Linked DNA regions of Rattus norvegicus: regions 1 and 2 are each linked to region 3. The links are chromatin contacts, called in public Hi-C maps. All regions are on one chromosome and are shown on one strand. Each heading gives the region's core, a stretch centred on a gene start, on an enhancer-like site or on the middle of the called end of the contact. The rest is flanking DNA. Distances are from core to core; before and after follow the strand shown. Region 1 overlaps Epb41l2 (erythrocyte membrane protein band 4.1-like 2). Region 2 overlaps Akap7 (A-kinase anchoring protein 7). Region 3 overlaps Epb41l2 (erythrocyte membrane protein band 4.1-like 2).

Region 1 (4,933 bases), core at 1,201-3,700, 130 kb after region 3:
TCGAAGCTGACTCAGGAAGCAGATGATCACAAATTCAAGGCCAACTTGGGCTACATAAAAGAATGTGAGGCCAGACTGAACTGAAAAAAGAAATTTGAAGCCTGTAAGGGCTACACAGTGAGCCTCTGTCGCAAAGCCTCCCACTTAAAGAACTGGCACTTAAGAACACCAGAGACCATGGGGCTGAAGAGATGGCTTGGCAGTTGGGAGAATTTACTGCTCTTACACAGCACCTCAGTTTGGATCACAGAGACTAAATGAGGCGGCACACGATCACCTGTACCTCCAAGCTCCAGGGGACTTTCACAATGTCTTCTGGCCTCCAAAGACACCCACAAGCACTGTGAACACACTAGCAGGCAGGCACACACACAAACGTGCACTTAAATACAAACCGATTTTGAAAAGAAAAAAATTAGGAATCAAGACTTTAAAGCGGACAGACAACTTGGTAGCTTTAAGAAACGTCCAGTGAAGTGATGGTATTGCAATTAACGTTATAAAAGTGTACTGTCATCCAAAACTGAAAATGAAATGAGAATCACAACTAAAACAGCACTTTAGTTTTTCCAGGGCTGCAACGGAAGCTCCATAGGTAGAGTTCATGGGGTCCTAAGCTTGACTCCAGCACCACATAAATCAGGGCTGGTGGCTTGTGAAGCCCTGGATTCTCGATGCTTGAAAGGCGGAAGCAGGAGGAGGAACAGAGGCTCATGCTCATCCTAGTCTACGTGGCGAGCCTGGGATACGTGAGACCTCCTCTCAAAAGGAGTTGGCTTTGAAAATGTAGAAGATACAGAGAATGGGACTTAACCCCATATCAAGCTGCTGCCTCAAAATCTGAACTCTGGCTGCTCCGGTCTTTGACCATGACACCTGGTAATGATCAAAACTACCAAGTAACCAGATAATTAGTTCACTGTGTCCAGAGATGCAAGCGGTGGTCAGGCTTGTTCTGTGAGCGTTTCTACATGGTATACATACTACCTTCTCTAGCCTTCGTAAGTCATGTGACCCCTGTTCTTTCTCAGCATTCGAAAGGTAAAGCAGCACTGCTTCCCCACATAAGCCTCCGCCTCCTCTCTTCTCTCCCAAACACTGCATTTCCTGAGACCACACAGCAAACTGCTGTACAGACTGCTTCACAGCCGGAACCGAGGGGCTGGTGCAACACGAAACAGAAAGGATGAACTGAAAAGCATCACTTTAAAACGCCAGCTAACATCTAAATCAGGCACGGTGGTGGGCTACTGAAGTCTGAAACCAAGCTTTAGAGGATGAAGCAAACTGCTTACCAGTGAGTGAGGAAGTCTAGAACCAAACCGTACAGTTCCATACGTCATTACTGAGGGCTTACTGCACAGTGGACGTGGATCAACCATGACCCTGATGGCGACCCAAAAGCCCCTTCATAGAGGGAAAGGCCCAACGGGAAGGAAAGTCCTACCGTAAGCCACACTACTCACTGTAAGGTCGTATAGCCTCATCTGCTGTCACCTTCACCTGCTGTTAAATAAGTGGAGAATAAATCTAACAGTTGGCTCACACGATGCAACTGAAGCAGTCTAGAGAAGAGTTTCTTAGCCTGTGGGTGGAGAGCCCCAGAGCCTGAACGTCAGATATTTACATTACGATGCATAACAATAGCATAATTACAGTTAGGAAGTAGCAACAAGATAATTTTGTGGCTGGGGGTCACCACAGCATGAGGAGCTGTGTTAAGGGGTCGCAACGTTAGGAAGGTTGGGAACTGCTCTAGAGATAACATGAAAGGGAAATGGGGAGCTGAGACTGAGGCGTTATCAAAAAGCATGCAAGCTCTGTCTGGCTGACGGCCCTTCCGGTCGAGGCGAATGGAACCAGAAGTACCGCAATCCTCCAAGCTTCCCACCCAAATAAAAGTATTTATATTAGAATTCTGGTTTCATAATACTGGCAGATAGTTTAAAATTAAACACTACACTGGGGGAATATATGTCTGCAGGATTACTTCACACATAATACAAGGTACTGGATCTAATAAAGGTTACGTTTTAGTGGTCATTTGCCAGAGTTTAAACAACCAGTAAAACACCCACTTACTATGAGCCTTATTTCAGCAACCTTGCTTCAAGCTACAGAGAAAAGAAGTTGTTAGACAGCATGTGCACACTTCGCTCTCAGGATCTGTTACCGCTAGCAACACCACAGAGAGACTACACTCTCCCCAGACTGTTCGAACCAGATCCCAAGGGCTTCAACACATACATGGATGGCACTTTGTGCATTGTTTTAAAAAAAAGGGCGGGGAAGCAAGATTAAGTTGATAGTTTCGAAAAAGTTTAAAAATATAAAGATACTGTACTAAAAATAGTTTTTAAAAGGCATTCAAAGCACAAAGAATCCCAGCCCCATATCAGACTCTGCTTCCACACAGATAACTGGTTCCTGACTGCAGAAAATGTGCTTACCACAAGCCACACACTAGCTCTTTTCATAGTCGAACAAACAACGCTCACAGACGCCAGGCACTACGTGAAGCATTTTAGAACCACTGGCTCATTTAATTCTCATATCACTTTATGAAATAAGTATGATTTTCTCTCTCTCTCTCTCTCTCTCTCTCTCTCTCTCTCTCTCTCACACACACACACACACACACACACACACACACCATTAAAGAAATGGCTTTGTAAAATATTTTGCCCAAGGTCCCTGGCAGAATGACAGCCTAGCCAACACCAACCAGCACGGACATGTTAGTGGCCTTCTCTAATACAGCTCTGCCCAAGAACCGTCTAAGGAAACAAAAGCAGTCCGCTAAGCTCACAGGTAACAGTGCAGGTGGCTAAGGTTGTCTATCAGAATTGAGTTTCGCCTGGACAACAGCACAAGGGGATCCACTGAAGAACCCAACGGAAAGGAACTAAGAACAGCCAGGCAGGGGAGGAGAGACAGCAGTGCCGACGTACAACCATACCACAGAAAGAGAAGGGGGCAGCGTCTCTGAAGACTTGGGACTTCCTAATCCCCAACATTTAAGAACTAGGTCTGGGATGCAGTCCAGCTATACAGTGTGTGTGGCCCAGGGTCAATCCCCAGCTCCACATAAATAGGATGTTCCAGGTCCTCCTCAGCCACACACCACGTTCGAGGTCAACCTTGTCTACACAAACACTTGGCTCACACAACACTAACTATTACTTAAGATTAAGTGCTGAATTCGATCTGCAATTCGAAACTTCTTCTGATCCCAAGTAATCTCATACTCCTCTTTTGTCTTCCTCGGTGCTGCCCTTACTACATCTTTCTTCACTCACTCAGACAGGACTCAAACACAGAAGGGCTCTTCTTACCACAGCCCAGGCACGCCCCAAGCAACATTCTCACTAAGCTCTCGAACCTCAGGCCAAGAGTGTAAATTAAATTGTCTAAGCACACTTCTGACCAAGTCTCCCCAGAATAGAGGCTGTAGGTGAGTGCGTGTGAATATTCTTAAAAAGTAACCTCTCTGGATAATGGGGAGAAAAAACAAAGAACAGTAGCAAACAAAACGACATCTGAACACCTTCAGACTGATGAGACACAGACACATGCTGTAGAAGATGGTGATACAACAATGAGTGAGCTCGGCAAGGCTGTAAGACCCTGATGGGGTCCCCTCCAAAGCTCACCCAGAGGCCCAGAATTCTGACTTAAAGAGCATACCTGGATGACAGATGAGCCTATATGCCATTTTTTAGTTCATCTTAGAGGGCACTAAATAAAAACGTGCTAAAATGGGGGGGTGGGAGGGAGGGTCAGTTATCTGAATGAAGCATTTTAGCAACACTGAACTTATGAAATTAACTCAAAGCTCATTTGAGGGGAAAAAAACAGAAGAATGTGAAGGCACTGTGAGTCTATAAAGATCTGACTTGGGATCTGAGATGACATTAAAGAAAATTCAGAAAACATCTCATTTCTTATAAAAAAACCTAGTTCTAATAAATGCTAGTCCTCAAACCAGGGAAATAGCGTATAGATGATTTACCGTCCGAGACACGAGAAACATCTAAACCCTACACTGATCCCAATCCTAGTCTTAACAACAAGGGACTATGTCCAGCACTTTTTTTAAGGCAAGTCCTCTTTATTATCTACATGATGTTTCTACATGAGCTATAACCAACCTCTATAAAGTTGAATCAAGCTTGCAAGACACACAGCTGGAATTCTAGCAACTGGAGACAAGAGGAACAGAAGTTCAAAGCCAACCTTAGCTTTTGTATGAGATAGAAAGGAATAGACACACAACACCTATTTTACACATATCTGGTAAATGGGGGATCAGTAGTAGACCCATAGTAGGGTCACCATTCTAAACTGTATGGTTTTGTTGGTTTTGGTTTTTTGGAATTTTGTTTGGTTGATTGGGTTTTTTCTTTTGGGTGGTTGTTGTTGTTGTTTTGCTGTTGTTGTTTTGTTGTTCGCTTTGTTTTGTTTGGAGACTGCTCAGCAGTTGAGAGCACTTGCTGCTCTCGCAGAGAACCCAGGTTTGATTTCCATCACCCACAGGGCTTACACCTGGCCTGTAACTCCAGTTCCAACAGAATCAGCACCCTCTTTTGGTCCGTGTGGGCATCAGGCACCCACATGACAATACATACATACATGCAGGCAACATAATCACACACACAGAAGTAAACCCTTAAAAACATGCAAAAAAGGCTCAATGAATTAATTTTCTACTACTGATCCCCCATTTACCAGATATGTGTAAAATAGGTGTTGTGTGTGTATTCCCTTCTATCTCAGACAAAATACACGTATTTTCTAAAAGAAAAACCTACCCTCAAAAAGTTAGAACTATCCATTTTTGTTTTTGTTTTTTTTCCGGAGCTGGGGACCGAACCCAGGGTCTTGCGCTTGCTACTGAGCTAAATCCCCAACCCAACTATCCATTTTTTCAAAC
Region 2 (4,841 bases), core at 1,394-3,893, 220 kb after region 3:
TATGTGTGTATGTATATGTGTGTATGAGTATGTGTGTATGCGTGTGAGTGTGTATAGGTATGAGTGTGTGGGAGTGTATGTGTGAATGTGTGTTTGTTTGTGTACATATCCAGTGATCAGAGGATAACTTGTAGGAGTCACGGAGGAGGAGTCGCTCTTCATGGAGCAGTTTGTAGGGACTGAGCCCAGGCATCAGCACAGCAGGTACCCGTCTCCCTGAGAGAGCTGGTCGTCATCTTGTGCTTATTGTTTGTCTGTGCTTCAGTCTTACCGTTCTCTGCAGGGTACTGAGCCCTCTGACAAATACTCAGAAAAGTCATTTCCGTACTGCCAAGAAATACTCCTGCTATGGTCTGGCTAACTTTGGTGTGTGACGTTTTTATTTTCAAGTTCTTTGTAATAACAAAGTTGATAGAATTAAAAAAATACTCAAGCTGTGTTTTAATGAAAATGTTTAACAAGTGAGGACTGCTAATCTGGCACTGTAATCGGAGGGTGACTCATCTGTTTTTCCCCGGGCTTCTGTGCCTGAGTGGTAGATACTTCTGTCTTCTGTGGGCACACAATGGAAATAGTCTGGACAGGCCTTTCAGCTGTTCGTCAGGTTCCTAGAAGCATCCTTTAAAGGTCTGGTCAGGATTTGGCTCAGGCATCTTCCACCCGCTGGAGCTATCATGGACCTGGCGCCTTCCTTTAGTTGGCTCCCCAGTGAACTTGGAGGTCTTTTTTGGGGTGCCAGTTTTGCAACTAAACTCTTAGTCCAGTGGTTCTCAGCCTTCCCAATGCTGCATCCTTTTGTACAGTTCCTTATGTTCTGGTGACCCCCAGCCATAGAATTATTTTCCTGTTACTCCATAACTATAATTTTGCTACCGTTATGAACCATAATGTAACTACCTGATTTGCATATGTCTTAGGTGACCCCTGTGGAAGGGTCGTTCCACCCCAAAAGGGGTTGCGATTCACAGGTTGAGAGCCACTGTCTTAGAGGAAAATCTAAGTTTGAGTAAGGAGCAATTTGTGAACTGGGGACAGTAGATTTAAAGGAGGTTTAGCTTCCAGTTTCCTTGGGTTGTGGGCAGGTAAAGTAAAGAAGTGGAAGAAGGTGGGAGTAAAGTAAAGGAGTTGGTTGTACTTACGCAGTTGTCCTTCATGGTTTATCTCGTTGGAAGGCCCTAGTCATGTGATCACTATTTAGCTGGATATTTATGCTTGGCTGAGGTCAATTCATATTTCTGTCTAACGAAACCAACAAGGACTAGAAACGACTCCAGTCCAATTTTGCTGATTTCTTTTCTATTTGAGCCAGGCCGAGGCAATTTTTAATCTCCTTGGACAAGTTTTAAAAACATTATTTACGTGCACTGGTGTTTTGCTTGCACGTGTGTCTGTGTGAAGGTGTCAGAGTCCCTGGAACTTCAGTTACAAATGGTTGCGAGCTGCCATGTGGGTGCTGGGACATGAACCTGGGTCCTCTGGAGAAGAAACTAGTGCCTTTAACTGCTGAGCCACCTCTCCAGCTCCTTCCTTGGACAATTTAAGGCCCGATTGTTTTCACTTTACCAGGGTTCATGGAGATAGGGGTAGGATATAGAGGTAGGAAACAGTCTTACTGAGTGAGATGGGCTTAATTCCGACACAGAAATACAGTGGGACTTTGTAACAAGGACTTTGTGGTAAGGTTAATGGGTAGATCATTGCTAAGAGGAAACACAAGGCTTTGGTAGAACCACAGTTGAAGGCAGACCATAGGGAAGGAGGTCAGGATACCAGGGATGGGAGATTTTCCCCAAAGCGACTCCACAAACTTCTTACTCAGAGTGGGTTCTACAAGGACCAGGAGGAGAACCCATGGGTCCAATTAAGCATCGGACTTGGAGGCTGGTTCAACGAGAAAGTCTAGGACCCAGGACAGTGTCTTCTGACTTGTTCAGTGCATTCCATGGGTGGATAATGTGGCCATTGTTCAGGATAACACAGACACTCCACAATCAGAGCAGCTTGCTAAACTCATGACCCTCTCCCCTCATCCCTGCCTTTTCTGTTTTGTTTCCCTGGGTGCCGCTTCTATTGCCAGCACGGCGTTTCCTTTTCTCTCGGTAATTCTGTTTTCCCAAGGCTTTGATGAACTCTCTGCGGCCTTTCTTGGGGCTTGCTGTTTTATTTCAGATTACTCTCCACTGCACTGCCTTTTGCAGGTTGACTAGACTCTGTGGCTCTAACAGGGAATGGAGGAGGGAGATACACCGTCCCTCTTCCCGTTCCATAAGAGCAGGTACTGAGAGGGAAGACAGAGCAGCCTGACCTGTGGGCTCTCCCCTGAATGCATACCTCAGACTTTGAATGCCTTCAGCTCTGTCTCCATGGTTATGCCCCACCTCTCACAAGTTAGGAAAACATGGCAGCCAACAATCGGTTCTTATTGGAATTCCTCTTATCCTAGAGAACCTTACAGGCAGCAAGGAATAGACCCAACACACTCACTGCGGAACAAATAAATATTACTTCTAACAGAAATGGAATGTTGTCTGCTGATTTGACCTTTCGTGGAAGAATGAAGCTTTTCTCTTAGGAATGCTCATAATTAGTGAGTCAGATCCATATTACAAGGACACATTTCTAAAAGAATGTGTGGCCACAGGGAGTTTTCCCACTCAGTGACTCAGTCTGCAAAGAAAGTACTGTGCTCAATGCTTGCAAGACGGACACACATTTCTGCTTCTCTATGCTTATATATCACACCAAGCAGCCAAGTTAACTGTGTAGCAAGTGTGGCCACAGCTAGACAATTGCGTGTTTATTTAGTTGCAGAGTCTCGACCCCACTTTAGTTTTGGTAGTTTGACGCTTATTTTTCTTACCGACTTAAATTTGTTTCCTTAAAAATTTCTCTTGTCGGGGCTGGGGATTTAGCTCAGTGGTAGAGCGCTTACTTAGCAAGTGCAAGGCCCTGGGTTCGGTCCCCAGCTCTGAAAAAAAGAAAAGAAAAAAAAATTTCTCTTGTCCTTTTTTTTTTTTTGTGTGTGTGTGTGATTAGATTACAGCTGGAATTAAAGTCTTGCAAAATTCGATACTGAGACAGGATAATCGATTGACCAAAGCCATGGTCGGCGACGGCTCCTTTCACATCACCTTGCTAGTGATGCAGCTATTAAACGAAGATGAAGTAAACATGTGAGTATCGTCTTTCCTGTATAACTTCCCACGTTATTACTCCACTGTGAGCAAGCATGGCCAGCCCAAGGAGGCATGGGGATGTAATGAAGTAGTCTTTAATCCCGATTGTCATGACTGCTAGTCAATGCAGACAGGGTTCTTTATTTTATATAATGTAGACTAGCCTCAAACTTGGGGCATTCATCAAGTATGGCCTTGGACCTCTGATCTTCTGGCCTCAGTTGAATGACTTCTGAGGCTAAGACATTCCACTACACTCTGGTCCGATACCATTGTTACCTTGTTACACAGATTTAGTGCCTATGTTAATTAACTAGAACACTCTGCTGTCTGATGCTAGAGCCTAAATAGAGACTCCAGGTGAAGATTCAGGAACTCTGGCAGAGCCTGGCTTGCACTTGCTGTTCCCGTAAGCAGTGTCGGTACGAGCGAGAGCCCTTAGCGTGTGGCCAGCAGGCTCTCGCTCCCAGTGTCTGTCATCACGGCTGTTATTTTTCTGGGGTGGGGTAGACAGGTCTGGTTCAGTTTGCCCCAGTCATTCTCAGGGCCAGGCTGTTCCATCCCAGGTCTCCTGTGTCACATTGCATAAAGGTTGACTATAAGTCACTAATTATTGGAGTGGAGAATTCCTTGCTGTCTTCTGTGGTGTTCGATGTCTTAAGTTCAAGCTTGGACTCTTTGGAAAACCAAAGCCAGGATGAACAGAAGATTATTCCCACTTCTGCCTGGGCCCATATGGCTCCCAGGGGAATGAAGAAAAGGCTGGAGTTGGTGTCTTAGTTAGGGTTTTACTGCTGTGAACAGACACAGTGACCAATGCAAGTCTTATAAAAGACAACATTTAATTGGGGCTGGCTTACAGGTTCAGAGATTCAGTCCATCATCAAGGTGAGAACATGGCAGCATCCAGGCAGGCATGGTGCAGGAGGAGCTGAGAGTTCTACATCTTCATCTGAAGGCTGCTAGTGGAAGACTGATTTCCAGGCAGCTAGGATGAGGGTCTTAAAGCCCGCACCCACAGTGACATACCTACTTCAGCAAGGCCACACCTCCTATAGTGCCACTCCCTGGACCAAGCATATACAAACCATCACATTCTACTCCCTGGCCCCCATAGGCTTGTTCAAACACATGAGCCTCTGGGGGCCATACTTTCCCATAAGAAAAAATACATGTAATCCAACTTAAACCCCTCCCCCCACAGTCTATAGCAGTCTCAACACTGTTAAAAGTCCAAAGTTCAAAATCTCTTCTGACATTCATCCAATCACTTAACTATAACACCCAAAGCAAGACGGGGAACCAGCTGGGCAAACTCCAAACTCTGCATCTCCATGTCTGATGTCAAAGCGTCTTCAGATTCCAGCTCCTTTTTCGTCTTTGTTGACTGCAACAAACTTCGTTCTCCTGGGCTGGTTCCACTCCGTTAGCAGCTTTCCTCAGCAGATAGCCCATGGCTCTGGCATCTTGAACATCTTGGGGGTCTCCTAGGCAACTTCAATGTTACAGCTTCTTGTTTCAATATCTGGGATCCACACGTGATCTTCTGGGCTCCTCATAAGGGCTGGCGTCACTTCTTCAGCTCTGCCCTCTGTGGTACTAGAGGCTCCAGTTGATCCAGTTCATTGTAGGTATGTGAGTGCTCTGTGATCATGGGCGTTGCCT
Region 3 (4,653 bases), core at 1,465-3,964:
GTGTGTCTATGTGTGTGCCTGTCTGTGTGTGTGTGTGTCTGTGTAATTTATTTCCAAGGCTACATATAAAATAATGCTTTGTGCGGGCAGGGAAATGATTTGTGAGGAGCTTAAAAGCTCTTTACTCAAGTGACTGAGAGCCACCGGAAATGACATTAGTAATAAAGTAACAGAACTGACAGAAGTGAGAATGTCTCATTGCTGTTGCTTCTTCGTTCACTATGGGGAATGCACAAACAAGGCAGAGACTGCATACAATCATTCACAGCTATGAATTATTAATAGATTTTCTTCATAAAGAATATCTTCATTTAAAAGAATTAAGTCAATGTAATAAAAGACAGGGATTACCTTTGAAATTGACTAGTAATAAAATATGCAAATTTCAACCCAGGTGGCTTTTATCATCAGCAAGTCAACTGATAATAAACTAAGAAAACAGGAAAGGCCGGTGCACTGCTTTCTTATGTCAGTGCAATTTACTGTTCTGACGTTAGTATAACTTATACTGAAACAAATATTTTACTCTGAAAAATAATAAAAACAAAGTTAGAAATAACAGTGCAAAGTAGCAGCTCCATTTGAAACACCGGAGATTGTAAGCATAGACTACACAATGACAAGAAACTGAGTCCTCCAATACTAAAGGCAGCAAGGGCCTCTCATCTGAGCATCCTCCACAGCAGCACAATGCTAATGGCCGTACCTTTCCCTCAGCGAGCAGGGGTGTGACTTTAGTTGGGCTCTTGCCGTCCCTCCGGCCATCCTGGACTGTAGTATAGCTGACAACTCCAGGGCCAGGCACTGATCCCTCTCCAGGAGGGCCCGGAAAATCCTTCATAAGACTTTGGTCCACAACACCAATCGGGGCTAATCAAAAGATAAGTTGAAATACATTAGACCTAGGAATGTGAAGCCTGGAAGAATATAACCCCTTAACCAAATGTAGCTAGAGTTTTGAACGTTGGATATATCAATATGTAATATAAACTCGTTTTTAAACTAATCCAAAACTCTAATATTCTGGGTTTTTAAAAATTAATCCATTCGGCAAATCAGATTTTTGAGCATGTGGCTCACCCAGAAATGGTCCAGTAGGAGGAGCTCTTGGCCCGACTGCAGAATTACAATGTAACTAATACACTGGGATATCTCATCAGTCCTAAATCTACCTTTAAAAAAATAATTATCAAAATAATTTTTTCAAGGGATTTTAAGAAATCCCCTACAAATTAACTTATTTGCATACTAAAAGATAGTAGATTTAAGAAATAACCTATCTTATGTTTTTCATTTTTCTGACACTTCTGAACTTCTCAACCTCAGTCAGTGTCCAGGACCCCAGCTGCTGCCCCAAAATGGCCCTGTGCCCTGCCTTCTCTCACTGTGAGGCAGAACCTACTGTGTGCTGCTCTCCCCTCTCTCACTGTGAGGCGGAACCTACTGTGTGCTGCTCTCCCCTCTCTCACAGTGAGGCGGAACCTACTTTGTGCTGCTCTCCTCTCTCTTACGTTGAGGCGGAACCTACTGTGTGCTGCTCTCCTCTCTCTCACAGTGAGGCGGAACCTACTGTGCTAATGTTTTTGTCATAAAGATGGATCACCTTAAGAGTCAGCAAGCCAAATGACAAGTCTTTCCACCAGAGGTTCTTCCTGAACGATGGAATTCCCCCCAGGTCTTTTCCTCTTTATAAAATGCTTTACACACACCCTGTGATTTGCTTTTCTTCCATGCACCAAGAGAAATTCCAGTAAACATAAAATCCCACAGAGCTTGAAGGTGTTTGGAGGGTGGTATAGTAAGCCATTACAGTTCACGGAGGTATCCTATCCCTTCAATCTTTGTTCTACAAGGTAATCCCTCGCCTGCCCTCTGACAACGATGTGCTCCTTCCCTAGCCCTGATTTATCATCAAATGATAATTCTACTTAAATCCATCTGCTTTAGACAGGAACTTCAAATTCTAGAACATGATCCCTTGCATATATTTTTAAGCATGGTGTGTGTGTGTGTGTTTAACCTCTATTTCTACACCATTTCAGTCTTTAAAATTTTTCCAATCTATAATAAACGTACTTTCCAAAACCCACACAAATTGTTAGAATATTAAAATGAGCTCACATCTTACATTATACCTACTTATTTCCTGGAGCTGGTTTTTGTTTGTTTTTTGCTAAGATTTTACTAATTTTCCAGTGTAGAAGCATATAATTATACATACCCCTTTGACTTATTTACAATTTTAAGCACTCACTGCAATCACAAATTATTACAAAATGAAAAATTCTCACCTAAAGGTAGTTTCAGCTATGCTGATACTGAAATGAGTTAATATAAAATTAAAAATTACAAAGCCGAGTTGACAAAATGTTGCTAGCACACGTTTAAACACTCTCCCATTCTAATGTGCTGTAAGCAAGTGATCTGCTCCAACCCAAGGTGAAGACACAGCAGCTACTGTCATGTGACCACTGCAAGTCAGTCTGTGGGCTTCCTGACTCAGTCCCCTCTCCCCATTCTCCTGGGACCAGTGGATTCTTCAAAGCTAGCACTGCTGTCTACACGCTAACACCAACACACTGAGGATTCCCTCAAAGGCCGCCTCAGAGTGGACCCAGCAAGCCTAGCAGCAGCAGGCTCTCCTACAAGGCCTAAGTGTGCTGTCTTTTCTCTGCACCTCCCCCTGCCTGAGATGACCTACGTTCTCCTCTCATGTCATGGCTGCCTCCCTTCCATCCTTTCAGGCCCCTGAGGGAGGCTTCCCTTCCCTGACGACCCTGCTTAAGCAGCCCAGCATCCCTGGCCCTGCTTCCCCACTTCCTAAGCATAGAGGAGGCTCCTGCTTTACCATGGCTACTCTCTCTGGGTGATCTTCACTCTTAAGTCTTCTATGTACCTTAAACGCTGCCTTTTATGCAATCACTAAGTTATTTTCCTAAACTTTAAAAGGCAGGTTATTTACCTCTCTATCCTGTTCTAACCTTCAACACAACACACATCGCAACACTAATGGAATGCTGATAAAAAGGGCTCAAGAAGCAGCTCTGGCCTGGGTCAGAGCAGCTGTGCTTTGCCGGGAAACACGTGCCCCAGCCAGAATCCACTTGCCATTCTAGCTTGAAGTCGCCTACGGCTCACAGTAACACAATCATCCTTTTGATGACCTACCCGTCTGATGGATCAGTGTCCAAACACAAAGGGGACATAAAGGATTGGTGCCACGCCTGTTGCTTTTCCTTGGCAAAACTGTTTCCCTCTGTGTTAACTGCTCAATCAAGATACAGTGTTTCCTAAACAAATGCACGGACCACAAAGATGCCCTGGCTGACTGGTCTTCATTAGCCCTAATACAACATGAGAACTCCACAGCCTCCTTTCTTAGAACAAAAGCTGGCAACAGTCCCCAGAAGGCTCCTTGTGGGGCAGAAACAACGGCAACTGCGTCTTTTTGAGAGTTGCCTACTCAGATTGGCACATTTCTCAGATCTACTTACGAACACACTTAGCTGTTGGCTGACGCTGCCAATTCCCTACATTGAAAGTCTTATCTGGAAATAGAGACATTCATTTGCTTGAAGCATGAATTTTTCTGGGGGTTCTTTAAAACTCTACGGAAGACTCTCCCAAGTTAACTGTTGTTGTAAAATTATAAAAAAAAAAAAATGCTGTCTTTTACCCTACACTAGATCTGGCACCACAGTGCCCCAAGATATCTGATAAATATCTTCATCTCAGTCAGCAAAGCCTCTCACCCGCTTTGCTCTATTCCATATCACACTTCTGATGGCCTCTCTCTGAGTCTGGCAACAATCTCTCTACCCATCTAGTTCCCAAGGCAGGTTATCACCATGCCAGACATATATATCCCAATTCCTAGTGTCAGCTGCCACACTCTCTTAGACTTAAATCGCCACATGAAAGAACACACAACACAATAACCTCTGATCCAACTGATAAGATATAATTGCCCATCTAGACATACAAAACCCTGTACACGTCTATCCCTTAAGAATATTCCTAACAATCTGTAAAAGTACAGAGTGGAATCTTAACATCAACCTCCATGTTCTCTCAGCGGCTTCTCTGCCTTTCCATTCCAGTCTCCTCCTCTTCTGTCAAACTTTTCTCCCACCCATCCTTCCTTCTCGTCCAATGATAGGCCTCGTTCTATCTTGTACCTGCCTCACCTGTATGACATCATCCTACAGTTACCAATCACATATATCAAGATACCCACAAGCAAAGCCCAGGAACTAACTGTGCACCTGCACCTATTCAATGATGACTTCTACCAGGAAAACAGAGCAAGGCTAGTCTGTGTGAGTCCTCTATTAATGAAAGACTAGTAGTCTAGGAATCATCTGGTTTACCCAATTATTTAACATCTTGCCATTCAAGTTTACATTTTCATATTTGTGTAGCTATATACAAATTTGTACAGGAACAACAATCATAATGGGATTTTTGTTAATAATGCAATTTCAAATTCTAACTTGTCAAACTACTTAACATTAATATTCAGTATAATGAAAAAGGTTGAAAAACTACTTCTTGTCACTAAAAACTACCATTTTGCTCTATAACAAGAAAAGTACTTTAATAAAAGCATTACCACCATCTTTTGTACAAGAAGCATATGAATTCCTAGTTTAC

Evidence for each region. A called contact is a pair of places that touch in the nucleus more often than the background predicts.
Region 1: a contact with region 3 is called in a Hi-C map of Schwann cells, with 4 times the contacts expected there. The contact joins two enhancer-like sites. A contact is called at or near these places in 8 of 12 Hi-C or Micro-C datasets (the A7r5 cell line, the Rat2 cell line, Schwann cells and 4 more).
Region 2: a contact with region 3 is called in a Hi-C map of Schwann cells, with 5 times the contacts expected there. The contact joins two enhancer-like sites. A contact is called at or near these places in 11 of 12 Hi-C or Micro-C datasets (the A7r5 cell line, the Rat2 cell line, Schwann cells and 7 more) and 1 of 1 datasets of contacts at active chromatin or transcription factors (oligodendrocytes).

The regions. Positions count from the first base shown.
Region 1 is chr1:21,848,556-21,853,488 of GRCr8, forward strand. The region is part of intron 1 of Epb41l2 (erythrocyte membrane protein band 4.1-like 2); the gene reads right to left. Among named protein-coding and RNA genes, the nearest start is that of Epb41l2, 6.1 kb to the right of the region's middle. Within about 2 kb of position 2,451, at least 31 of the 93 cell types and tissues checked have an H3K27ac peak or open chromatin away from gene starts, as enhancers often do. A contact at or near this core is called in Schwann cells, where this site is marked.
Region 2 is chr1:21,931,263-21,936,103 of GRCr8, forward strand. Akap7 (A-kinase anchoring protein 7) reads left to right here. Exons shown (of 8, transcript NM_001001801.4): 4 at 3,037-3,173. Among named protein-coding and RNA genes, the nearest start is that of Akap7, 27 kb to the left of the region's middle. Within about 2 kb of position 2,644, at least 50 of the 93 cell types and tissues checked have an H3K27ac peak or open chromatin away from gene starts, as enhancers often do. A contact at or near this core is called in Schwann cells, where this site is marked.
Region 3 is chr1:21,715,812-21,720,464 of GRCr8, forward strand. Epb41l2 (erythrocyte membrane protein band 4.1-like 2) reads right to left here. Exons shown (of 18, transcript NM_001400827.1): 12 at 707-870. Among named protein-coding and RNA genes, the nearest start is that of Smlr1, 61 kb to the left of the region's middle. Within about 2 kb of position 2,715, at least 37 of the 93 cell types and tissues checked have an H3K27ac peak or open chromatin away from gene starts, as enhancers often do. A contact at or near this core is called in Schwann cells, where this site is marked.